2 separate regions of the Mus musculus genome follow, and region 1 is linked to region 2. The links are chromatin contacts, called in public Hi-C maps. All regions are on one chromosome and are shown on one strand. The core of a region is the stretch at or near the end of the contact, and the rest is flanking DNA. Distances in the headings are between cores, read along the strand shown. Region 1 has its middle 81 kb from the start of Gm31641. Region 2 has its middle 65 kb from the start of Gm31407.

What was found. A called contact is a pair of places that touch in the nucleus more often than the background predicts.
Region 1: a Hi-C map of cerebellar granule neurons shows a contact between it and region 2, with 2.4 times the contacts expected there. The contact joins two enhancer-like sites. A contact is called at or near these places in 6 of 484 Hi-C or Micro-C datasets (cerebellar granule neurons, cortical neurons and embryonic stem cells).

Annotation. Positions count from the first base shown.
Region 1 is chr16:95,336,987-95,343,531 of GRCm38.p6, forward strand. No RefSeq gene overlaps it. Among named protein-coding and RNA genes, the nearest start is that of Gm31641, 81 kb to the left of the region's middle. Within about 2 kb of position 4,620, at least 55 of the 459 cell types and tissues checked have an H3K27ac peak or open chromatin away from gene starts, as enhancers often do. A contact at or near this core is called in cerebellar granule neurons, where this site is marked.
Region 2 is chr16:95,060,069-95,067,075 of GRCm38.p6, forward strand. No RefSeq gene overlaps it. Among named protein-coding and RNA genes, the nearest start is that of Gm31407, 65 kb to the left of the region's middle. Within about 2 kb of position 4,228, at least 2 of the 459 cell types and tissues checked have an H3K27ac peak or open chromatin away from gene starts, as enhancers often do. A contact at or near this core is called in cerebellar granule neurons, where this site is marked.

The sequences.
Region 1 (6,545 bases), core at 3,370-5,869, 280 kb after region 2:
CGGTGCCCCTGTTCCCTGGTGAAAGCCAATCTCAGGTGTCTGGCCTCCAGCCTGTGGGCCTCAGCACACTGATCATCATGATGTCCACAAGCTCAGCCTCATACTTGCCAGCCAACAACTAAGTGTTGGTCTTGACTTTAAAGATGGTTTCAGAGTTACAGTTAATTATTAACGTAGATGTGCTAATCCAAGAATCCCAATTGTCTCCATTGATTGACCCTGGAACCTATTTGTCTCTCTGGGTTCACCCTCTATCTGTTTTGGAAAATATAAACTGAGGAAACATTCCATATTTTGTATTTGGGTAGACAGTAAAAATATCTGCATTGTCATGTTTGCCCATCAGAAGAAGGGTGACAATTTGTAGAGCCCAGATTCAACCAAGGTCAGTAGACCGTTCTTACTTGGCCAGTCTTCCTCTCAGTTAGTCAGCCATTCACCTGCACAGCACCGGGCACTGGGATGGACTCTGAAGGTCCTGGCATGAGTGGACCCTGCCTTGCCTGGGAAGAATGCTCAGGCTCTCTGTCATCATGAGAGGATGCTCATGAGGCCTTGGAAAGTCAGAGGGGGACTTTTTCAAGAGATTGTGCCAGGGATGCTGATGTTGGTTCTGGATGAAGGTATAAACTCCAGAAAAGAAATAGAGGGTGAAGGAGCTCTAGATGGGTGATTCGCCAGGATGAGGGGGCTGGAGCCACATGAGAGCAGCCACAGGACCTCTTCCTGGGAGATGCGGGTGACTTGGCATCAGAGTAGCGCAGGCCACACAAGCTCTTCAGATAATAGGTGTTTGGGTTTTCTTGGTAGCCTTTTCTGAGAGCCAAAGAAAGGGTCAGAAAGGGTCAGAATAAGCAGGAGAGTTCGGTCTTGATATGGCATTAAAAAGATGACTGACAGATGGAACAAGAGACATACTTGAGCCAAAGTCCAAGACAAATTAAAGAGTTCTCCACAGCACAATAGCTGAGCTCTGGAACCAGCTTAGGTGTCCATCAGCCGAGGGCTGGGTAAGAGAAACATGACTCACTCACTGAAGGAGAATAAAGTTACGCTATTTACAGGAAAAAATGCATGAAACTTGAGATCATTACATTAAGTGAATTAGATCATTCTCAGGAAGACTAATTTATTTTATCTCACTAGTGGTCCTTAGACCTTAAAAAAACATAAAACCTCGTGAGTGTGTGTGTGTGTGTGTGTGTGTGTGTGTGTGGTGTGTTTTATATATGTGTGTGTAGTTTGTATGTGTTATATATATGTTATATATATTGTTATATGTGTGTGATATGTGTGTTATATATGTGATATATATGTGTGTGCATATGTGTGTTTTACGTGTGTGTGTGTGTGTGTGTGTGTGTGTGTGTGTGTGTGTGTAAGGGTAAGTGTAGGGAACATGAATTAAACTAACCAGTGAAGAAGCTGGAAATAAAAGAGAGTGCTATGTTTTATGGGGCTCAGGTAGTTCAAGAGGACATGAGACTTCAGAATACAAGAGTTACTGGAAGAGTTAACATCATAGACAGACAGACAGAGGGATAAGAACACGAACAGACAGAGGGAAAAAAAGCACGTTGGGGGGTCTGAGAAAAGTTCAGGCCCCAGCACCAGAGATGTCAGGATGGTCTCTGAGACACTCAAAGCCCACATGGGTCAAGAGAGTGCTTCCTATACCTTGTGAGGGTGGCAGAGGCTCCTAGGAAGAGCCAAGAGCCCACCCTGATTCCTAGGGTGGAGGCAGGAAGGATATGAGAACAGCATGAGGCACCTCTTTGATGCAGACTCTGTTCTCAAGTGAGGCCTTGGCACCAGGAAGCACAGAGTCCCTGTAGAGTGACTGTCAACATCTGTGAGAAGAGGCCCGAGTAAGGGCTGAGCAGAGACCAGTCCTGACACTAAGTTCTTTCTGGAATGATGGGGGGGTGTGCGGTGGGTTGGAGGGGGCCTGAGGAACATGCTCAAATTGTGATATATACTGGCAAATAATCAATGAATAAATAGATGATCTAAAAGAAGGTACCGTCCGAGTAACACTGCTCAGTGACAGGGAGGCAAGTGGCCACGAGGAGGACCCAGGTCTCATCTCGGGGCTCAGTACTGACCCATACCTGGAGCTGTGGGCCAGCTAATGTAAAGGAGGGGCAGGGTAAACTCAGAGCTCCACCCAGCAGCACCTATGGCCAAGTGAGCCAGACTGAAGGAAAAGCCTCAAGCCTGACTTAGAGGGAGCTACTCATGGAGGCGGCAGGGGCATTCATACCCAGTAAACCAGATGCACCCAGGGCTGCCCCTGAGATTGCCCAGCACAGTAGAAACAACCCTAGGGTCACATGTGCAGTGTCAACTGGTTCTCTTGGTTAAGAGGACCTAGGGCCTGGGTGAAGTCCTCTCTGAGACAGCACAAGCCAGTCACCCTCCTTCCTCCATTGCTGGGGTTTAAGTGTATCCTCTCATGGACCAAATGTCAGGGATGTAATCTCAAGAGGGTTCTGCTCTTGAGAGGGGGTTGGTGCAGTTTTCCTGTAAGGAGCAGGGTATTTTAGAAGACCAAGCCTGGCCTTCCTTGGTGTGTCTCTGGTTTCCTCACCTCGCCACGTTCTTTTACAGATGCCTCTGCAAAGAACCTGTTCTCCATGTTGGAATACAGTTGAGAGAACACTCACCTGAGCTGGGACCAGGCTATTTAGACTTGCAACTTCCCAGTGAATTTCTTTTCTTTGTAAGGTTATCAGCTTAAGGTATTTTATGACAGTAATGGGTAGTTAACTGACATACCCAATATCCAGTGAGAAGATTCCTAAGAGAGTGACAGCTGTTCGCCCTGTCCTCCTACATTTCTGGCCCTCCCATCCCCACTCTGATTTGACGAGAGCCTGTTGATCTCAAAGCATTCCCAACAGCCATGCTCAAAGCTGCTGGTTTCAGAGAAGTTGGTTGAAAGTAGCTGTCATGGAGCCTCTGGTTACCCTCTAGAGCCAGGCTTCATTAACAACAGTCAGAAGCCCCTTAGCCCCTCCACACTACACTGCATCCTCTGATAGCGCCACATGCCTTGTCGCCTGGACTGCTGGCTCAGAAGCATTCAGGAGCTTTTGCCAGACAAGAAAGACCTCAGGCTCACCCTGGGCCCACACCCGAGTCTGTCTTTTATAAGATCTTAAAGCTACTTCCTTCAGGGCACATTAAACTCTAAGAATCTTTGGTCTCCTCGGTGTCAGCTGTGGTAACTGTACCTTCCCTACCAGTCAGTACCTTGGAGAAAAAAAGACAGACAGACAGAGGGAAGAGAGAAACAAAGGAAGGAAGAAAGGAGGGGAGAAGAAGAAAGGAGAGAAATGGGAGAAAGAAGAGAAAGGAGAACACAGGAGTTTAGGAAGAAGGAAGAGGTAAAGAAATAAAAGGATGCAGAGAAGACAGAAGGAGGCAGTGAGGGAAAGAGATTAAGATGGAAGGAATGGACAAAGGGATAGAGAGAAGAGAGAGTGGGAGACTGGGGAAGTAGGATGTGACAGGGAGAGAAAAGAGGAGAGAGATACAGAAAGGCAGAGACAGCGAGACACACAGAGATGAGAGAGATGCAGAGACAGACAGAGAGCCAGAGACAGAGAGAGAAAGAGAGAAAGGAGAGAGAAGAGATGAGAGAGACAGAGAGACACAGAGAGCGACAGAGACAGCAAGATACAGCGAGAAAGGGAAAAGAGAGAGAAAGACACACAGAGAGACAGAGACAGACAGAGAGACACACAGAGAAAGCGAGAGACAGAAAGAGAGAGAAGAGAGGAGAGATACAAAGAGAAACAGAGAGAAAGAGAGAAAGAGAGAGAGGAGAGAGAGAGAGAGGGAGGAGAGAGAGACACAGAGACAGAGAGACAGATTTCACGTTCAGCCTGATCTTTAACATCTAAAGCTTTAGCCAGTGGATGACACTGCAGGGTGGGACTAAGGACCTTGGAATGAGAGGCCTCCTTTTTCACTGCCTTCCTCTTCCTAAAACTCAAGCTTATTCACAGTTCCTGTAAAGGATATTAAGCCTCGGAGATTACAGGCACTTCGTCACTGGGGGATCGGGAAGGGGAAGGGATCGCACTAAACCTAGAGTTAGCCTGAGTGCAACTAATTGAAACCCTCAATTAATAGGATCAGCTTCCGCCTTCAGGACAAAAGCAAACACTACGAAGACAAATTAGCACTGGGATTTTTCCGTCATCCCCCTCTGGTGACATTCTGAACGCACTGACTACTGGGTACACAAGGAGCTTTGTGGGTTGTTGACAGCAGGCTGGGAAGACCAGGCTTGCCAGCCTCGCTCTGGATGGGCCTGCCACCTTAGCAGGCTGCGTCCTGTCTGAGCTTCATTTCTGGCCTGTGCAGTAGGGACTAAAATAACAACCATCTATTCAGAGAGCCTTGGCTGAGAGAAGTTGGGCTTGCTCCCAGGTCTGGGTTCCCTTCAACCTCCCTGTCTCCAGATCCTCCTGTCAAAGCACAGCTTGGGTGCACTGTACGCGCGCGCGCGCGCACACACACACACACACACACACACACACACACACACACGGTCTGAGTCCGCCAGCAGAGGGCGTGTTTTCCCCACAGCCTGGGGTTGAGGCGAAGGCTTTTTCTGTTTAAAACCAAAGCTACCCACAAAGGATGGGATAAGGGTAAAGAGTGCTACCGGAGGTGCTGAGCTGGTTTAGGAAACACTGGCACCACCTTCTGGAACATCGCGGTATTGACGTCCCCGTGGAAGAAAGCTGGTTTCCGGCAGGCATAGTGTGTCTTGCGCCAATCTTGGAACCTCAAGGCTCTAACAGTTTTCTTTTCTTTTCCTCTGTCATTTTCCAATCTCCTCTCACTCTTAGTTTTTCCAGCCAGGCTGACCTGGAATTTGCTGTGTAGCAGAGGGTGACCTTGAACTCCTGATACCCCTGCTTCCATTGCCCAAATGCTGGGATCAACAGGCACGAGCTACCTTACCTGCAGTTTTTCCTCTTATATTCCTGTACCTCCTGGGATATAGCCAGAGTCTTACGCATACTGAGCTAGTGCTTTAATTCTGTATGTATTCTATCTCAGCCTCTGGTAATCACTCTTTACCGGGGTTTTGCGTGTCTTCCTTCTGTTTCCCAATGCAAGCCTTTCCCTGACTGTCTGATTAAGCGCAGCCTCTATAGTGAGGACTCTGTGAGTGTTTTATGCTCCCCCTTCCAGTAGAGGGCCCTTTCATCTCACAGACTGTTCAAAGCTCTGTGGCAAGGCAGTTAGGTGCTGGCCCCGGAACTGAGAACTCCACCTCCAGTCAATGTTCTGTTTCGACGTGGTGACTTAGGCAGGTGAGAGTCCCTGTCGCCTCAGTTTCCTTGTCCATAACAAGGCTGACTGCAGAAGCCACCCGGAATAGTCAGACACCCAGAAACCAGGACCCTATTTTCAGACTCAGCTGGGGGCACCTGGGAGCAAGGGTGGAGCCTACAGCAGAACTAGAGATAGGACCAGCCTCTTCTCTGCCTGGCCAGACTCAGTTTCCTTGGCCACCTCGTTTAACAATTGGCTACTAAGTGAGCAGAGGCCATTATGTACTGTGTTAAAATAAGACCATTCCGGGCAGTCTGACTAAAATCATTCCCCATGCCTGTTTGCTCCATTAGATCACATGCATACATTTCCCCAGTTAAATTAATCGGAATGATGGACTCCATCTTTAAAGGCAATGGAATAATAAATTGCCGTTATCCAAACAGGGAAATAGGCTCTGTGGGAGAGCGTCACACCGCAGCTTCACGGTGCTCTACTACGCGAAGGTCTCCTTTCTACCCGCACTCTCTCACTCAGAGAAATCAGCCCTTTAAAATTGCAGGCGTCTGATGGAGCAATAGAGAATGAACCTACACAGACTGAAGGATGCTGGGAGTCCAGACCCACGCTTTGTGAAGAACCACAAGTCTGTGACCACAGAGATGTCTTGCCATCATGCTCTTCCTGAGGGCATCAAAGAATTGGTCTCTGCTATTACTGGAAACCCTGAGGGCAGCACCACTGGGCCACTTGGGCTGGCTCTCTTCCCCTCAGAGACTGCCCCTCTGCCCTGTTATTCAGTGGAGTAGCAAGTCCCATAGGGAAAGCCCAGTGATATAGTGGAGATGTGGGTCCATGTTCCGCCTCGCCGCTGGGGTGTGTGAACGCCGCTCCGGAAGACAAAATGCAGGGGCGCTAGGCTACGTTCCATCTTCATCACCATCTGGGTGTCTGGAACACTTGATACTCGCTCAGGGAAGATGGAAGGCAGCCTAAGATGGGGACCCCAACCCCGGTGAGAAACCGCACAGGCTGGAGCCAAGGCTGTGGTTCTCAAAGCTCCCAGGCACCCAGACGCTGCTGGACTTCATGAGATGGGAATGGGCCCCCTCAGGCCAGTGCTGAGCCTAGGGTTGGAGGGTGTGGGGAATCTGACTTAGCCTAGAGTGAACGTCTAGAGCTCAGGGGCCTTCTGCGCCGTGTGACTCTGTAATGAAGGCCTTTCCCCACATCAGGTCTTATGAGAG
Region 2 (7,007 bases), core at 2,978-5,477:
TCACGCCATGGACCTGCAACCTCAAGGACCACGAGTTACATGAACTTCTTGTATTCTTTGTAAATAGAGCTTCAGATAGTTTGCTATAGCTACCCTAGATGAATTTAATCACACTGTTTTCACAGTTAGGATAAAATGCGTAAATATGAGTATTAAAAATCTAAAAGTAGGGAAAGGTTTCTCTTCCTCTAGATCTTGAATATGGAGGGAATGTATTTTCTAGAAATGATGCTTAAACTTTTGTTATAGTTCATTGGCCAGAACTTGTGTGTTATAAACCCACTTCTAACAAAGAAAATGCAGGAATTGTAGTTTTAGCCTCCATCTTGGTCCAAGATTGGCCAGAAAAGAACAAGGACCAAAATGAAATGTAGCTATATACAGTGTGGTGGTTTGAATATGCTTAGCCCAGGGTGTGGCACTATTAGGTGTGGCCTTATTGAGTGTGACCTTGATAAATCTGGTGTGACCTTGTTGGAGGAAGGCTTGGAGACCCTCTTCCTAGCTGCCATGCCAGTTTTCTTCTAGCGACCTTTAGATGCAGATGTAGCACTCTCAGGGCCTTCTCTAACACCATGTCTGTCTGGACACTGTCATGCTTCCTGCCTTGATGATAATGGACCAAACCTCTGAACCTGTAAGCTATCCTCAATTAAACGTTTTCCCTTATAAGAGTTGCCTTGGTCATGGTGTCTGTTCACAGCAATGGAAACCCTGACTAAAACATGCAGGCAGTCAGCACTTGGTTACTGATTTATTTTTCCTGTTAAATTGCGATAGATGTGGTCTTTCAGTGGAGGCTATAATTTCAGAAAGTTTTAGAAATGTATTATGTTTTTCCATAGTAAAATAATGCAAAATTTTACTACCTGTTCCAGTTTAATTTTGATTATAGTAAAATTATATGAGGAAAAAAATTGAATATTGATGGTAAGTGTAGCAACTCAGTCTTCTGAAAATATCCAGGCTGGTGAGAGTTCTTCAGGGCACTAGGTTTTCAAGACCAGGAGAACACTGCATGTCCTCTCATGACAACTGGGTTCTGCTGTCTCAGTTCACTAACCCAAAATTGAGCAGGCAATTAAAGTGTCATTGCTGTGTCTATAATACATGTCTCTTTGTCAGGCTGAAATTGCTCACCCATTAGAGTATTCACACCACAGGTGCTGGGAGTCTGGGTGCTCTTGTATGTCAGTGGCCCTCATCCCTCAATGGCCCCCATCCCTCAATGGCCCCCAGGCCCCCATCCCTCAATGGTCCCCATCCCTCAGTGATGATCAGACGTGTACTCCCACTACCAGGTATCATTTATTCATGGAAAGTCAGGTATTTAAGGTATTTCATGGGAAGGAATAGGAATAGTTTTATACTCTCTTTGAAGCACTACACCATGAGTATGTATGTATATACATATATGAAAACTCACCAGCTTATTTTTCTGTCATTGTTCAGTTTAAAAACAATGTCCCAAACATAACTTGGGTGGTTGAGAAGCAAATGAGCTGCCACCTGCTTTTGCTGAGAAACTACTATGTGGTTAACTCATGGTGCCTTACATTTATCTGTCTTGTTTCCTGAGTTGTCTCCCTGTAGGTCGCTGGGCTTGGGGACTTCAGTGCAGCTGTCTCTCATTCCCCTCTCTTTCCTTTAAGCTGACCTCTTTTTGACCTCCCCATGTCTAGACACATATTCAGTTGCTATGGCCACAACTGCTTCTCATCTCAAACTGGCACCCACAGTATTACATGGTAGAATATCTGCTCACAGCTGTCCATGGTACATGTATCTAGATGTCCTGAGCTGTGTGCTGATAGAGGAGTCATAGGAGTGAGGGTCAAGCCTAGGCATGTAAGAGCTGAGTGAGGTCTAGTCCCCGGGTCCCCTTATGGTGATGGTGGCTGCATCATCTCCCAGTGGGGCTCTGTATATTTATGCCAGGGCTCCAGGTGTGAGCGGTGACATTGCTTCATCGTTTGAATAATGACTTTTCCTCAGCAAAACACATTGGCAATGCTTTCTGTTATGTCTATCTGGTCATTGTCACATAGCTCTGTTTCTAATATTTATAAAGTGTGGTTTGGTCTTAGCTGAGCATTTAAAATGTTGATATCTAATTAGTATCACTGGATATTATTTGTGCTCCTCAAAACTAAGAGTTGAGTAGAGATGATTTCTTTGATATGTGTTTCAATCCCTTCCATTATTTTCACATTCCACACTTTTGGCTGTCTCTAAGATCTGTGTATTAAAGGAATTCAACATTTAGCTATTTTGATTCACCCATAAAAATTACTTCTAGCTTCCTGGTTCGGTTGCTACCACACAGACAGCTGTATCATACCGACGCTCCTCCACTCTGGTGTACTTTAGTTTGTGTAACAAATGGATGGTTTTAAGTAATTGCTTCTGTGTTGTCTGCAGAAAAGTTATAAAGGAGAACATAAATTCTGTAGATATTTAGATCCAACATTGTGTAGCTATTTCCTCCAACTTAAACAACTTCCTCCTGGAGGGGATCTCTTAAGACCCAAGGAGTCAACAAAACTTTTAAGAGTCAGGAAGTTCCTGAAATTACAAAGTTAAATACCCCTCCCTAAGGTTGTACAAGTAGGAAGTGTTTCGGGAGAACAGACTTTGAAGCACCCATTGTAAGGCAGGGAGGTCCAGATATGTCTTAGTGAGTGGTCCCTCACACTAGGGTAATCTTGTGTGTGATGCTGCCATCCATGCTTCTGTAAGACACCTGTCACCCTTGCTCTGTCAGTAAATCCATAAACCCATTGTTTCACCAAGTCCACTGTGGTGGGATTGTTCTTTTGGTCTGTTGTGGGTGCTCTGTCTGGGGTAAGTGGACTCGATCTTGTCTCTCCAGGTAAAGCCATGGGTATCTTCACTATCACCTGATGCTGTTCACATTGTGTGTTCTTGAGAATCCCTCTGGTACTTAGCATGTCTGAAGTTTTGTCCTCATTATTAAATATAGGCAATATGTACAAGCTGCATTTCTCACACAACCTATCAAGGACAAATTCTTTCTTATCCTGTGAAAGTCAATTAATTAAAGTATTCCGCTAAGAAGAGCAGATGTTTCTTGAGTGTTCCCCACTTACTCTCTGGTGGGAAGTCTTATTCTCTATTAAGCTATCTGGCTTTGGCTCTAGTTCAGCCCCACATGAGTGTGTCTTGCTCCCCCCTGCTCTGGATGCTAAATCTTTGTTTAGTGGGCCTTCTCTGGCTCCCTTCCTGCTGCAGAAAAGAGTTGAGTTACTGTTATAGCAAATGCATGGTCCAAAAGTCCTAAAAGAGTTACTGTCTCATCCTTTACATGAAATGCTTGCCAACTCCAGTTTAGATAAAATTCATGATGGAGTCTGGGATGGAAATAGATATTTATTAAACTCATTCTATTCTCCAGTTTTCTTGGGATGAGCAAAGCCCTCCATATGTTTTTTGTCATGACTGTAAGTATCCTTTCCAAACAACTGATGCTTCTTGAAGCAGAGCATAGCGCTTCCTATCCATTCAACATGCTTTCCAATTGAGCAAAGAGAGAAATGTCTAATAACACCATGGGCAGGGTAGAAGCTCTTAAAGCACAACAGAGATGACATCAGATGGCGACAAAGGCTTCAGGCTTTAACCCTGCACCCATCAGAAGAGGGACGCAGAGGTCTGAGTCCCATGTGTGGAAGAGCAGCATGAACCTCACCGGGTCGGAGTGCTGCCTTCACTGTAGACCAGAGGTGGAGCTGGTCCACAACACTCTTCTTCCCTCTCCCATGTGCTGGATGGTCTTCCTCTACTTCATACAAGCTAAAGTCATCTGAGAGGAGGAATCCTCAATTGAGAAAAGGTCTAGAGTAGATAGGGTTATAGGCATTTTCCTAATTAGTGATCATTGGGGGAGCGCCCAGCCACTTGTGGGTGATGCCATCCCTGGGCTGGTGGTCTTGGGTTCTATAAGAAAGCAGGCTGAGCAAGCCAAGATGAGCAAGCCATGGGGAGCAAGCCAGTAAGCAGCACCCTCCATGGCCTCTGAATCATCACCTGACTCCAGATTCCTGTCCTGTTTAAGTTCCTGTCCTGACTTCCTTTGATGATCAACAGTGATATTGAAGTGTAAGCTAAATAAACAATTTCCTCGCTAAGTTGTTTTCGGTCATGGGGCTTCATCACGGTTACAGAAACCCAGCCCATGCAACCTTGGTCTGGCTCCTGCAGCCTGGCCACACTGAGGCTCTCAGTTTTTTTCTGTCCTGAAAGAAGAGCAGTGATTTCTTTTGCTACTGCTTTTAAGATGGTTCCAATGAAAAGCCCTAAAACCAAAATGAGTTTCCTTTCCTTAAAATCATTTCTAAATTACCCAGCTTGATGATCACACATTATATATTATGTTAGTATAGGCAAAGCATATGCATCTCAAGGGGGGTCTGGCAAGCCAAGACGTCCCGGCGACTTCCACCACCTTGACAGAAGGGACAGATGGTTGGGCCAGGAGGCTGGAACCTGTTCAGGTTGGAGACGTAACTCCTACAAGCCACTGCCTGCAGAAAGAAAGCCTGTGGAGTGGGCATGGAGCCATGGACTTATAGAGGAACTAGCCTGAAGGATGGTGTCTGTCTGGAAAGAACTGGGAAAGATAATCAGGAGGAAGAACGGGAGAGATGGAGAGACACTGCAGGGACTATCTTCCAGCCTTTAACCTTGAAAGTTTATCTAAAGCAGATCTCAGCCCTCGTTCATAGAAAGTTCAGGTGTAGGCTTCCTCCCAGTGAAGGTTCTCATTGTAGTGAGTGTGGGTTCATTTGGTGGGTGGAGTGGGGGTGGTCTCACTGTGGTGGATGGAGTAGGGGTGAGCTTAGTGCTGAGTCTTTGACGATTCAGTTACTGAAATAAACTGACCTTTTAATGGGTATACAAATGCTGCTGAAGTCACTACCAGTGGTCCCTGGGATGGAAGGTGATGAGCTGGGGTATCCTGTGTGGCATCTTTTACTTTTATGTGTGCTGTGAGCGCATCTAGACCTAGGAGCCAAGTTCATATACAGCTGTGTAGTAAGAGTATAGCTCAGAGGTTGTAGCATATTTACATGTGTACTGGAATCTTCACAAGTGTTGAGGCCTGAAGAAGGGAACATCACAAGTTTCTTACACATTTTTAACAAAATAAATGCAGGAAATCTGTGAATGACATTCAGAATTTAGACATATTGGGGGCATCATTAGACACACTGGGGGCATAACGTGCAGTAGATGATAATAGCTACCCAAGTGAATTTCTTTTATACAGGTTACTACAACTCTAGTGATGAGATCTGATGATAAAAATCTATTTTCTTGCTTGGTAACCGAGGGATGTCCCTTCTAGAAGAATCTTCAGAGTGTATCACATGTAGAAGATGGACCAAATGGCCCTTACATCAGTTATACTTCCTCAGGTAGTTTCAGCTTAAATGGTCAACTCAGCAATCAACGATGGGTCACCTTTAACTCTTCTGGAGAACTCGGTGCTTCCTTCCCAAGGATGCTCCTTTATGGCCAAGGAGTCACGCTCTCAGCTGCTTGCTTAGAGAACTTGTGTGAGTTCAAAGCTTCTTCATGAAGAAGAATCTCTTCGTAGCACTGAAAGAGTGGAAGTTATCAGTGGAAGAAAATTTAATTTGACGGATAAGAGGTAATATCTTGATTTGAGCAAGGCTGACTATTTCAGGCTAATTGGGCATGATTCTTGCCTGTTTTTATTGGATTGTAAATATTTTATATATTCATACTCTGAACATTTTATCTGTGATGTTTCTGATGCATTTTCTGTCTCGTTTTGTCCTTTAACTTTTTTTCATATTTTTGATGTATGGATGTCTCAATCTTTATGACTTTTTCCTTCATTATGTCTCGGAATCAGAAGTTTGCTTTCTCATCTCTAGATCAAAAAAATTTTATGAAGGTTTTTCATTATTGACAGTTTTTGGAATCCACTAGGAATTTGTTTTAGAGAGCAGTATGAAGTTGGAGTTTCAATTTTTTCCTCTCTAAATATTTAACTAGTTATTCTACTCTCCTTCAAAAATTACTATTTTTCTTTTTGTGATGAATTTTTCAGCCTTCTTTTATAATATATGGATTCTCATTTTTATGCTCAGGGCTGCTCTACATGATCTTTTCTGCTCCATTTTTCTCTCTGCTGAGTGCCGAGTTTTCATCCTGAATAACTGCTTGCTAAGTTACTATTACTTAACGGATATTCTCAATATCTGATAGACTTTGACACTCATTTTTCAAATCAATTATTTTTCAAGATTTCTTTTATTATTGATCCAGTTCCATTTCAAAAGTGCAAATCACTGTAATTAAACTGCACATAGTTAGCAAATCAGGAGGAGGCTCCTTAGGAAGAGAAGAGGGTAGTGGGCATGGACATGACAGAATACCTTATAGATGCTTACAGAATTGTTAAAGAATACTTTTCAGAAAAGGTGTCCTAGCACAGGGCATTTAAAAACTATAACATAAATATTTTTATCACCAAAAAAAGACTTTGTTGGGTTGAATGTGTAATTTGGAGAATGGACATCTCTGTTATATCGAGTCTTCTTACCTAGGAAGATGAAAGTCCATATTATGGTAGTCCATGAAGTTTAAAGTGTTTCCTCATATGGGCTCTGAACAGTCTTTCTTATGTTACAATGGTTAGTATTTATCAACTTGCAGGGCATAGAATCACCAGGGTGAGAAGCCCCTTGGAAGATCTACCCAATTATGTCAGGACAACTCATGGGCTGGGAGCCCAGGCTGGATAAAGAGTAGGAAGCAGATTGACCGCCAACATTCCTTCTCTGTCTCCTGATGGTGGACTGAATGCTGAGCTGTCTCACAGCCCCGCTACCATGCTGTCCCGCTATGGTGGACTGCAGGCCTTCAAACTGTCAATGGAAATAAAGCCCTTTCTCACTAGGGTTTTCTTGCCAAGTGTTTTGTCAAAACCAACAAGGGAGATTACACATATTTAT